Regions from separate parts of the Hordeum vulgare genome. Here region 1 is linked to region 2. The links are chromatin contacts, called in public Hi-C maps. All regions are on one chromosome and are shown on one strand. Each heading gives the region's core, a stretch centred on a gene start, on an enhancer-like site or on the middle of the called end of the contact. The rest is flanking DNA. Distances are from core to core; before and after follow the strand shown. Region 1 holds the start of LOC123449105 (protein DENND6B). Region 2 holds the start of LOC123450652 (dynamin-related protein 4C-like).

Evidence for each region. A called contact is a pair of places that touch in the nucleus more often than the background predicts.
Region 1: a contact with region 2 is called in a Hi-C map of leaf, with 6 times the contacts expected there. The contact joins the promoter of LOC123449105 here to the promoter of LOC123450652 in region 2. A contact is called at or near these places in 2 of 6 Hi-C or Micro-C datasets (leaf and seedling) and 1 of 1 datasets of contacts at active chromatin or transcription factors (embryo).

What each region holds. Positions count from the first base shown.
Region 1 is chr4H:492,594,695-492,600,669 of MorexV3_pseudomolecules_assembly, reverse strand. It overlaps LOC123449105 (protein DENND6B), which reads right to left and starts at 2,724. Exons shown (of 3, transcript XM_045126193.1): 1 at 985-2,724; 2 at 671-863. The coding sequence starts at 2,498.
Region 2 is chr4H:492,121,878-492,128,176 of MorexV3_pseudomolecules_assembly, reverse strand. It overlaps LOC123450652 (dynamin-related protein 4C-like), which reads left to right and starts at 2,642. Exons shown (of 4, transcript XM_045127796.1): 1 at 2,642-2,802; 2 at 2,804-4,048; 3 at 4,166-4,245; 4 at 4,278-5,133. The coding sequence starts at 2,642. The coding sequence ends at 4,981.

The DNA.
Region 1 (5,975 bases), core at 1,475-3,974, 470 kb before region 2:
AGGGCACTCACCCTAATTAATCACCTCTGATCCTAATCCCTACTTTGGCAGTGTGGCTCTGAGGCTATTTAGACTTACACTATTGATTCTTTGTTTTGATCGATCAAAAGATACATCAGCTTGCTTGTATAGCACAGCCTTGACCAGTAATAGATCCATGACTAACCAAACTGGAATTAGCTTAACTGGAGACACATGCATTGACTAACAAACTCAAAATCTTAACTAAACAAACTCAAACTCTCTTTTCGATCTCTATCGTGGTGACCTGGCAGGCCGCTAGTGTCCTACACGGATAGAACTCTTCTTGCAACTAAGAACTACTTTAAAGATCTTATGATAACTTCCTAAAGTGTCATCTCCAAAATGGCAATCATATTTCCCTTAACTTCCTTTATGTGCCCGTCAAACTGAGACATTCATCCTGCTTGGTTCGTGCTGGCCTAAAGCCTATAGCAGGTGTAGGCAGTCCTTGTCAGAAGAAAAGGCTTATGACTTAGAACGATTAGTCTTAGTTTATATGAGCTGTTCGTGAGCTTATCTTCGTAGTTTGTCCTAACAGAAAACGACTACTATTAAGGATTTCTTACTTAAATCTCCATAACTATTAAGGATTTATTTATTTATGCAAGTGGCAGTTAACTTAAGAAAGCATCAGAACATATATTACCTCCATCTCTTTGAGAAGATACCGCTCAATAACATTAAAAGAATCAATCCTCTCCAACTCGGACATCTTTGACATTAACTTCTCGATATCAACATTCATGCGAGCTTGCCTCCATAACCTTAGCTGATCTTGCTCTGCAGCAGAACGTCTTTGTCGGAACCAAGGCATGAAGTTAGGGCCTTCCAAGAATTTTCTGACAAAGATCAGTGGTGAAACAAAAAAGAAAAAGTTAGCTTGCGAATCCCTGTTTTGCGAAGTAATTCAAACTAAAAATTCATAAAATGTTTTGCCAAACAAATGTGGTTCTGGCTTACCTATATAAATCCAACCAATTGGACTTCATCCTTTTCGACAAAAATTTCCCTGGGCCTCTAGAAGCCAAACCATTGACAAACTCATCTGCGTGAAATGGTGGAAGTAGTGGTGGATCAACGAATGGAGAACTCCCTTCCGGTGGTGTCGTGGTTCTCAGATATGGCCCAAAAGGTGCAAGGAAGTTGGTCGTTAGCTCCAAGAAATGCCGCCTCAATATCTCATTATTGACAACTGACATGGACTCCTCAATTCTAGGTGACACGCCGGCATCAATGAGTCTATTTAGAACAGAGGTGTCAGGCTTTGTAGTTGGCACATATGTGCTCCATAGCGCCTCTTTATGCTCTGTCATGAGGGAAAGAGGGCCTTCTCTTCTCAACTTGATTGAATTCAATAGACCAGTGGGCGAAAACTTATTGATTGCAAGCTTGTCGAGTTTGAGCCTCACAGGTGTCCCATTGGATCCATTTGCTGATGCCGGTGATTGCCCACCTGCTGGGAGCACCCTAGTAGAATTTGGATTCGGGCTTCCCACGGACACCACATTTGGAACACTCTTAAGACTCCTCAGGAAAAACAAGTTCGTCACCCCGAGCACCATCGGCGGGAACACCTCACCTTCTGCAAGCGCATTCAGGCGAGCAAAGTCCGGATCATGAATAGTAAAGTACGGCCTGAAGTCCACACTATACAAGATTGGAGCAACAAGGCTAACAAGCCCAGCCACAGCCTCGGAGCATTGAGGTGGTGATGGCGCCACAACCAGTATGGGTTCACCAACAACCATGAGTTCCCAAAGAGTCCACAGGTGGAGGAGCAAGCCACGAAACGCAGCAAACAGGTCAGCATCGTGGAAGAGCCCATACGGCACCGAGGGGTTCGCCGGCAACAGCGCAGGCGGCGGCCCAGGGTCGTCGGCAGCGGGCGGAAGGTGCACCCGCAGCGCGGCGCTGCCAATGGGGAGCTCCATGGGGCACCCCGGTGATGGGGCTGGCCAGGCGGCAACGTGCGAGGCCACCATTGTCAGCGCAGTGTGGCCTATGTCGAAGCAGAGGGGGCCAAGGATCTGCAGCAGCAGGCGGAAGAGGGAAGAGTAGGGCGCGTGTGAGAGTATGACAACGGACTTCTGCTCGCCGCCGCGCGGGAGGCGCTCATCCTGGCGCTGGCGGTTGAACACGAAGCCGTAGAGGAAGCCGCGGCGGGAGCCCGCCGCGGGAGGGGAGGGGTCCGGGAGACGGAAGGAGAAGAGCGAGTCGTGGACGGAGGAGCGGTGGCGCGGGAGGTGGTGGGACATGGAGTCCGGGAAGGAGGAGAAGGCGACGAGGCGGTCGAGGCCGCCGTGGGCGAGCGCGTCCGGCGGGAAGCAGGCCTCGACCAGCTGCCCGCGCTCCAGGTCGAAGCGGATGATGCAGAACGCCCGCGCCCACCGCGCCAGCGCGGCGGGGTCGGGCGCCGGCGCCGCGCCCGCCTCGGCCGCGTCGCCCCGCAGCGAGACGGACGGGATCCGGTTCATCCCCGCGGCCGTCGGGGGCGCGACGATTTTGGCTATTCGGGAGACGCCAGTGGGGGATTGGAACCGCGCGGCCGAATCGGCGGGGGGGCTTGTTTGACTCGGGAAGCGACGCCGCGGCGGGCGGCGGCGCAGACAGCCGCCGACGGGCGGGGCGGGGGGAATGGAGGGGGGAAAGGTCGCGGGCGGATCGGACGGGTCGTGATCTCCGTCTGGGATCTGCCTGTCGCTCGCGGGGCTGTGGGTGAGTTCGGATTGGGGTTCCTTTGCGGCGCAGACGTGCGCTTCTGTTATGTGTTTGTTGCTTGCCAGTGTGCCGTACTGCCGTTTGCGGGTGGTGAACGGTTACACGGTTCGTCTCCGGTTGGTACCTTTGCCGGGCTCGGTTTGGTTCTCATTGGCACCTCCAATTTTCAAACGCTGATTTTTCATACAACTGCATGCAATGCAACGTTTGTAATAATATACTCCCTCCGTTCCTAAATATAAGTCTTTTAAGATATTTCACTAGGAGTCTACATACGGAGCAAAATAAGTGAATCCACACTCTAAAGTATGTCTATATACATCCGTATGTAGTCCATTAATGAAACCTCTTTAAAGACTTATATTTAGGAACGAAGGGAGTACTTGGTTCATGATATATACTCGCTCTGTTTTTAAATATAAGTCTTTTAAAAGGTTTCACTAGCGGACTACATACAGATGTATATAGACATACTTTAGAACATAAATTCATTTCTTTTGCTCCGTACGTGGTCTCTAGTGAAATATTTAAAAAGACTTATATTTAAAAACGGAGGGAGTATGTAGATAAAATGAGCTGCATTTAAGAACAAAATTATCTTAATCCTACTCGTCACCATCGGAGATGTCGATGACCCCTTGTCAGAGCAACCAACCACTTCTTTATTGAGGAAAATACCTATTCGACACACCTTATTTCGAAGCCGACAGTGTTACATTATGAATTTCAAAAGGAAGTATAGAGCTAGAGGAATCATTTTTCAAGAAAACAACTGACTTTGACTCAAAAGAATGTTTTGCTAAAGAGTGTGCTACCAAATTTGCATCCTTCTTGCAGTGTTGGAAGGAGATACCATCAACGTGTGTTGCTCTCGCGAAGATTTTCGTCAATGTAGTAGAAGAGGGGGCAAAAATTTCAGTGTTACCAATGCATGCACTGATCAACTCCAAACAGTCAGACTCCATAATAATACCTGAGCATCCTAGCCTTTCCACAAGATCAATTCCTTTAAGCATGGCTAGTGACTCCACCACTATTTGCATACAATACATGTTCAAATGGTTTAACCGCGCGTGCGACAGCTTCCCCGGAAAGTTACGGAGGACTACTCCCACAACACCCGTACCATCATCATGAAATGTCGCATCCAAGTTGAGCTTATAGGACCCCGGGACAGGTGTTAGAGCATATATCTCCATATGTGGTTTTGGTAATTGATGACAATTCCTATGGACTAATGGTTGCCTTAAGTTACATTTATAGGATTTGTCCATAGACACTTCTTGAAGTCCATCTGTTGGGTTCAAGGAGTTTATATGATGACCAAGATGGTATTCAAGGTATTATCCAAAGAATGGTCATAGAGACACATGGTTGATCAAGATCTCAGACAAAGAGTAAATCAAGATGATCAACACACAAAGCGTACAAGATGTACCGAGAGGGATCAAGTGATCCCATGGTATGGTAAGCATTGTCCATTACGTATTTGTGTACTAACCCATGGTCTTCGTGAGAGTTCTATGTGGGGGTTAGGTGTGTTTCCATGGGCTTGCGTCAAAGGGAAGATCTCATACAACCCATGAAGTATGACGCCGATGACCAAGATGGTATTCAAGGTATTATCCAAAGAAAGGTCATAGAGACACATGGTTGATCAAAATCTCAGACAAAGAGTAAATCAAGATGATCAACACACAAAGCGTACAAGATGTACCGAGAGGGATCAAGTGATCCCATGGTATGGTAAGCATTGTCCATTACGTGTTTGTGTACTAACCCATGGTCTTCGTGAGAGTTCTATGCGGGAGTTAGGTGTGTTTCCATGGGCTTGCGTCAAAGAGAAGATCTCATACAACCCATGAAGTATGACGTCAAGTTGTGATCGTCATCAAGATTGCGATGTGCAAGTTCAAGTGGATCAGCACGAAGATATCATACTTGAAGCTTGCTGTCCATTGTGGTGGCAATGGACTTGTGAAGATATGCTGAAGAGTGGCTCACCCATAGTGAGTATGGGGTAGCAATCAACTAGTCTTCATCAAGCCAACGTAATCAAGAAAGGTGGTCCATCTTGAGGAAGCCAAGATCATCATCATCTAGCTCAAGAGGACGAGGTGCAAGGTATAGGTTTGCCCTTGATAGGTTTTCTGGTTAGGATAGATTGCTATACTATCAAGGGGGGCTCTCAAGTGAGTAGCTTGATCGTATCGTGGAAGTGAGAAGTGGTACTACCGTGCCATCTTCGTGACAAGCTCGAGTTCATCGAAAACGGAGTCCATATGCATCTACTATGATGTTTTCGATGTTGGAGTTTTTGCCGGTTCTTCATTCATAGAGATCTCACATCTCTATATATTTGGCATATTCATGGTCGCTGTTTGGATAGCCCTTGTCATCATGAATCCAACAAGCTTGGGTTTGCTCGATTCGGAGCTCGTATGCGAAAGTTATGGTTGTTTCAGTGGCGAGCGGTAGTACCGCTGGACCTAGCGGTAGTACCGCTAGAGTTGGCGGTAGTACCGCTGGCCCTAGCGGTAGTACCGCTGGCTGGCGGTAGTACCTCTGGCTGGCGGTAGTACCGCCCCTGGTCAGCGGTAGTACCGCTCCAGGAGCTTAGTACCGCCTGCCTAGCGGTTGTTCTTGGACGGACCTTTTTGCGAAGACTTTCTTGGCGGTGGTAGTGCCTTTGCACTACCAGGGGCCCAGCGGTAGTACCACTGGAGTGCATTAGTTGCATCGGTTTGAGTTAGGATAGATTGCATTAGTTGCATCGGTTTGACAACGTGCCAGCGGTAGTACCACTGGAGTGCCAGCGGTAGTACCGCTGCAGCCAGCGGTAGTACCGCTGGAACTCGGGCAGAGAGTGGGGGGTAACGGTCTGATTCCTTCCCCCACTATATAAAGGGGGTCTTCTTCTCCCTTGGTTTTATCCATCCGTTGAGCTCTTGTTCTACCTCCATTGTTGACATTCTTAGAGCTTGATTACTCTCTATCCCTCCAATGATTCTTGCTTGTTCTTGAGGGAAAAGAGAGAGGAGATCAAGATCCACATCTCCACCAATCACTTTCTTCTCTATGTGAGGGGAACCCCTTGGATCTTGATCTTGGAGTTCTTTGTGAGCTTTGTTCTTCCTCTCGTATTTCTCCATAGCTTTTGTTGTTGTGGAGGGATTTGAGTGTGAGGGACTTGACCACTTCGTGTGTTCTTGCCATTGCATTAGTTGCATCGG
Region 2 (6,299 bases), core at 1,393-3,892:
CATTGGAGCAGATCAAGCAAAGCTGGTGGAGGCTTCCAAGGCGGCCTCGGAGCTTGCAAGAATGTCTCCAATGCTACTCTGGCCAGATTTAGGCTGAATATGAAGACTTCACCCTTCTCAAGTTTCTCTCTCGTGAAATGTACTACGGTTGGGTTGGGTGGGGACGAAGTTTGGTGCGTGTGTGTTCATATCTCCCCCGTTAGCGTTAGCGGTGTGGGTCTCACCCTCCCCTTTACCCCTCTTTAGAGGTTTTGTGTAATGGTTAGGGCGCGAGTTGGCATGTCCTTGGAGTTATTTTTCTTTTGCCTTTCTCGGTGTTGGTGTTTGTGCCCATTTTAAGTAATTTAGGCTAGTGATAGTGGAGAGTAACTTAGACTAATAATATACATATATGTTATTACCTCCGGATTGTGTAGTATTATAGATGTGGTAACATAGATGTCTTCATTTATTGCTTTGTAGAGTCAATTTGCATTGGGAAGCGTTACGTTATGGTAGCATATTATGTTACTTTATTTGCATCTCCTTTCATTAACTAGTTGCCACATCACTACTTTTGCTTATGTGGGAGCTATGTTACTACTTATGTTATTCTCACTATGACCAGCCTTAACCTGATGTTGTGACTTGGTTTAAATTTCATTTATATAACTAGCAAAAAGGTCGTACGTTGCAACGAAAAAAAATCATAATCTCGAATGGCCATGAGCACGTTTTGTTGTACCACGGATATACACTATCACTCTCAATTTCATGAAATCATGAACATTTTTTCTAAATTCGTGCACATATTTGAAATCATGGACACTTATACAAATTTTCAAACATTTTATAAATTCAAGAATATTTTTTAAATTCATGAACATTTTATATTATTTGCAAACATTATTTAGACAATTTTCTTGAATCAGTAAACATTTCATTAATCGATGAACATTTAACTAATCGCTGAACATTTTTTAAATTGATGGAACAAATTCTGAAATTCAGGGGAGTTTTTTATTTAATGGACATGTTTTAATTTAACAAACTTTTTTCAAATGCATGATTATTTTTTTGAATCTGTGAACATTTTTGAATGAGTACACTATTTTGTAAGTCACGAACAGTTTTTGAATTTTTGGGATAACTTTACTTTCATTAACATTTTGCTAATTTTCAAAATTTTGTTCAATTTCATTAACATATTTTAACACACAAACTTACAAAAATCATGAACAATTTATTATTTCCAGAAAATTCGGTTTCAATATTTTGAACATTTTATGAATAAGAAAATGTTTTTTACAAATTCACAAACATTTTTGAAATCCATAAACATTTTATGACTTATTAAATACTGTATTTCAAAATAAATAAACTATTTTATAAGGCATGATCAGTTTTTCAATTTTCAGAATATTTTCTCTTTCATGATTTGTTTCGAATTGGTGATTTTTTTCAATTTCATTAATATTTTTTAACACACGAACTTCTAAAAAATCATGAATATTTTTATATTACCCTAACATGTGTTTTTAAAATATTTATAATGTTTTATATATAAGCAAACATTTTTTTTCACAAAATCGCAAACAGTTTTTGAAACCACAAACATTTTATGATGTATTAGACATTTTCTCTCAAAATTCTCATTTTTTAATTTAGATACTTTTTTGGAGTCTCCGATAATTTATAGTAGAAAAAAAGATTAAAAACACAATTTATAAAATAGGCCGCCTCGACATAGGCCAGTCGAAACGTGTGTAATGCGTCTACTCGCAGCTTGCAGAGCAAAATATAGAAGGTCCCTACTGCATGGGCCAGCTGAGGCTGGGAATTCTTCCGTATGAAACATTTTTTTGTCATCTAAAGGTGTCATTGGTGGTTATTATTTTATAATTTTATGGGCAATTTCCATGATGTACCGTGGGAAGCAATATCGCCTTTATTATTATTAAGTATCGATATAGAAATGGGGCCGGAGTGGTGCCCCGTTTTTTGAAGAAAAATAAATTGATAGGATGAATCGACTACAGTCCAAACACACCCATGGTCTTCGCTAAGCTAGCCCATATGTGATGGGGCGTCAGCTTCATAGCTTGATTCGGCCCTGTAACCTGGCCATCAAAGATCGGAACTCGAGGGGTTGTCGGTGAGGGGAAAACCTATTTAGCGCCATAGGCGTCGGTTACAGGCAAATTTTGCTAACCAGCGCCTGCAGCGCTCTGCCATGGGCCGACCCATTTAAAAATCCTACCTGAGTATTAGCCCGTGAACTTTTTTCCAAATTAATCAACTTTTGTGGAAATCGGTGAACTTTTTCAAAAATTGATGATCTTTTTTTTGAAATTGATGAACTTTTCTAAAAATCAGTGAACATAATTTAAAATTTCATGAACTTTTTTCAAAATCACTGAACTGTTTTTAAAAATTGATGAATTTTTTTTGAAAATCGATGATCTTTTTTTGAAAATCAATGATTTTTTTCCAATACTGTGAACTTTTTGAAAATACGTAAACATGTTTCAAAAATCATTGAACTTTTTTTCAAATCTGAACTTTTTTTTAAAATTTTATGAACTTTTTGTCAGTTTTTGAAGGACCTCAGCGACCAGCGCTGAATGCACCGTATAGGACCTCCCGTCGGTGAGACCAGAAAATGATGAACTCCACTCTAGAAAATGAAGAAAGGGATAAACTGAGAAGTCGGAACGGCCCGGGGGGTGAATGCGAGCTTCCATGCGGCAGCGCCCCGACGCTACAACTCCCCACGCCCCAGCCGCTTCCGCTTCATCTCCCCGCCCAAACCTTCCCCACCATATAAATCGACCCGCCTCCATGTACAAGCAGCACACTCCTCCAGCCAAGCTCGCAGCCACCCAGCACTCGCTTCAGGCATGTCCAACCTCCAGATGGTGCTCAGCGACCCAACGGCCACCGCCGCGGCCAGCGCCGTTACCGGGAGCGCCATCGCTGCCTCGTACAATGACCAGATACGCCCGCTCCTCGACGCCGTCGACCGCCTGCGCCACCTTAAGGTGACGCAGGAGGGCATCCAGCTCCCGACGATCGTGGTCGTGGGCGACCAATCCAGCGGCAAGTCGAGCGTGCTGGAGTCTCTCGCCGGCATCAGCCTCCCTCGCGGCCAGGGTATCTGCACCCGCGTGCCGCTCGTCATGCGGCTCCAGGACGACCCCTCCGCCGACGCGCCGGTGCTTCAGCTCGAGTACAGCAACGGCCGCGTGGTGACCACCACGGAGGCCAACGTCGCGGACGCCATCAACGCCGCCACGGCTGAGATAGCCGGGTCCGGCAAGGGGATCTCCGACGCGCCCATCACCCTCATCGTGCGCAAGCGGGGCGTGCCCGACCTCACCCTCGTCGACCTCCCCGGCATCACGCGCGTGCCGGTCCATGGCCAGCCCGACGACATCTACGACCAGATCGCCAGGATCATAAGAGAGTACATTTCGCCCAAGGAGAGCATCATCCTGAACGTGCTCTCCGCCACGGTCGACTTCCCGACGTGCGAGTCCATCCGCATGTCCCAGCAGGTGGACCGCACCGGGGAGCGGACGCTCGCGGTGGTCACCAAGGTCGACAAGGCACCGGAGGGCCTGCTTGAGAAGGTTACCATGGACGACGTCAACATTGGTCTCGGGTACGTCTGCGTCCGCAACCGCATCGGCGAGGAGACGTACGACCAGGCGCGAGTCGAGGAGGAGCGCCTGTTCAAGCATCACTCGCTGCTGTCAAAGATTGACAAGGACATGGTGGGCATTCCCGTGCTCGCGCAACGGCTGGTCCAGATTCAGGCGACTATCATCGCCAAGTGCCTGCCGGACATTGTCAGGCAGATCAACGACCGCCTCAGTCGCAGCAGCACGGAGCTCGACCAGATGCCGCCAGATCTCAGCAACGTTGCTGACGCTGTGAGGGCCTTCTTCCACATCGTGAAGCTGGTGTGCGCATCACTGGAGAAGATCCTTGTGAGGAGTGAGTTTGACGAGTACCCTGACGACATCCATTTCCATGCCACTGCCCGTATTGCTGAGATGTTCGACAAGTATGCCAAGAAACTGCCTGCACAGATCCCAAGGGGCAGTGACCAGCTGTTTCTGATGGAGGAGATGCTAGTGCTGGAGGAGACCAAGGGCATCAACCTCCCCAACTTTCTGCCAAGATCGGCATTCCTTGTCTTGCTCAAGAAGAAGGTGGACACAGTCATGCAGGTAGTAAATGGCCTTCATATTACCGAATCTTGTTCTTTTACCTGCGGCTCATTTTTTTGAAAGGCAACTCAGAAAGAAATATTCTTGTTTGTTTTCGTCAGGTGCCGCACGACCTTGTGAACGAGGTCTGGAATTACGTGGAGGACATCGTGGTCAAGGTGCTGATGCAGCATTCAGAGAACTTCCCGCAGGTACAGGCGGCCTGTCGCCGCGCAGTCCAGGGCATGTTCGAGAAGGCACGGGCGCGCTCCGCCCAGCACGTCAAGGAGCTGATCGAGATGGAGAAGGTGGCCGACTACACGGCCAACCCAGACTACATGAAGACATGGTCGGAGATCATGCAGTGCCACGACAGGTTCATGAAGGCCGTGGAGGACAAGTCCAAGTCAGCACGGGTCACCCTGGAGGTTTTCGGAGAGGTGGACGTGTCCCACATGAGGGCGCACGCCGACCTGGCGAGGCAGGCGTTCGACCTGAGGGCGCGCCTGACGGCGTACTGGAAGAGCATCATGCTCCGGCTCATCGACGGCCTGGCCCTGCACATCCTCCTCGGCGTCAAGCGGCTCGTGGAGAACGATCTGGAGGAGGAGCTCGCCAACGAGCTGCTGCGCAACAAGATGGCCGGGATGGAGCGGATGCTCACGCCGTCGCCGAGCAGCGGCACCAAGCGCGAGCGCCTCAAGAAGAGCATCGTGCTGCTGCGCCAGTCCAAGGAGGTCGTGGGGAGCATCATGGACAGGATCTGCGCTTCAGGTGAAATCGTCTGAGCTGGGGCATGTGATGATTTGCTGTTGGGGATTATGCCTGGTGTTTTGGATGGTGCGGTGCCGTGCGGTTCTGTGTGAACAATGCTATGGTTCTAGTTATCTTGTTACATGTTATATGAACCTTAATTCCTACCTTATGTTCTGTTATGGAATCGTGCTGTCAGGTCTTTCATGCTTTTAGTGTTACTAGTTTAGTGCCCGTGCGTTGCTACGGAACAACAAACTCATGTCGTTTATCTTCATTATTGATCTCCGCCGTTGACTCAACCTCGCTAGTTGTCTCACTACCATCATTGAACGCTTGATCTACCCTTTCTCATCGTCGTCCTCCCATAGCCCTAACAACCTTTGCGGGACATAGTATCATATATTCATATTTAACATGCAAAATAAAAGGCTAGATAGACATACATCTAGAATATGCAAAATAACATTTTCTTAATCTAGCCAAGAAATTTGATAGCCCTGATAGATCGTGTAAATACCTCCGTTCTTATGCTAAAATATACACCAATATAGAAACAAAAATTATAAAGTTGCGGGATAAAAAGCAATCCTACAACCGTGAACACTCTCAGTCTCACTTTCTCCTCACTGCTCACCCCTCCCGCTTTCAGCTAGCCACCCACCATGCTTCCCCATGCAGCCTCCGACGCGTCACGACGCGCATCAGAACAGCGTGTGCGAGGCACCCATCACGGCCCAACTTTCCACAATGCGCCTCTGAACCCTCCCTCCTAGCTACGCAGTTGTGAGCTGAGATCGAGGGGGGAGGGGGTGCAGTGCTCCATTGAACGCGCGCGCAGTCTGGACGACGTCATCCACCGCGTGGCGGCCCTGCCCCATGACCCCGCCACAACAGCGCCACGCCGGTCTGAATCTTTTGTGGCAACACCCAGTGTGCGTCGTGTCCAGGAGACCCTTCCACAAACCATGTTCGCTGGGATGGGCAGGGATCGACCAGGAGTGGATCGCGTGGTGCACCACAATGCCGACGACTTCTCTTCGCCATCTAGCTCTGCTCCCCTCTCTCTGCTCACGATCAAGATGCCCATGGATCTTATTTATGTTTAAGAACGTGTTAGAATGTAAGGATACCGACATGCTAAATCTTATCATAGAGCTACAAAAAAAAGCAGCTCAACAGATAATGTTCCTTTAGTTCATATCGAAGTATTTATTGTCTTGAAAGACTCGTCCTTTCATAGTAGAGATATGAGGAGCTCACTAAAGGCAAACTCAGCTCGAATTTGGGTTCTTCATAAATTATTTGATACATAGTTCCTTATCCATGTACTTCTAATGAGTGATTCTATGG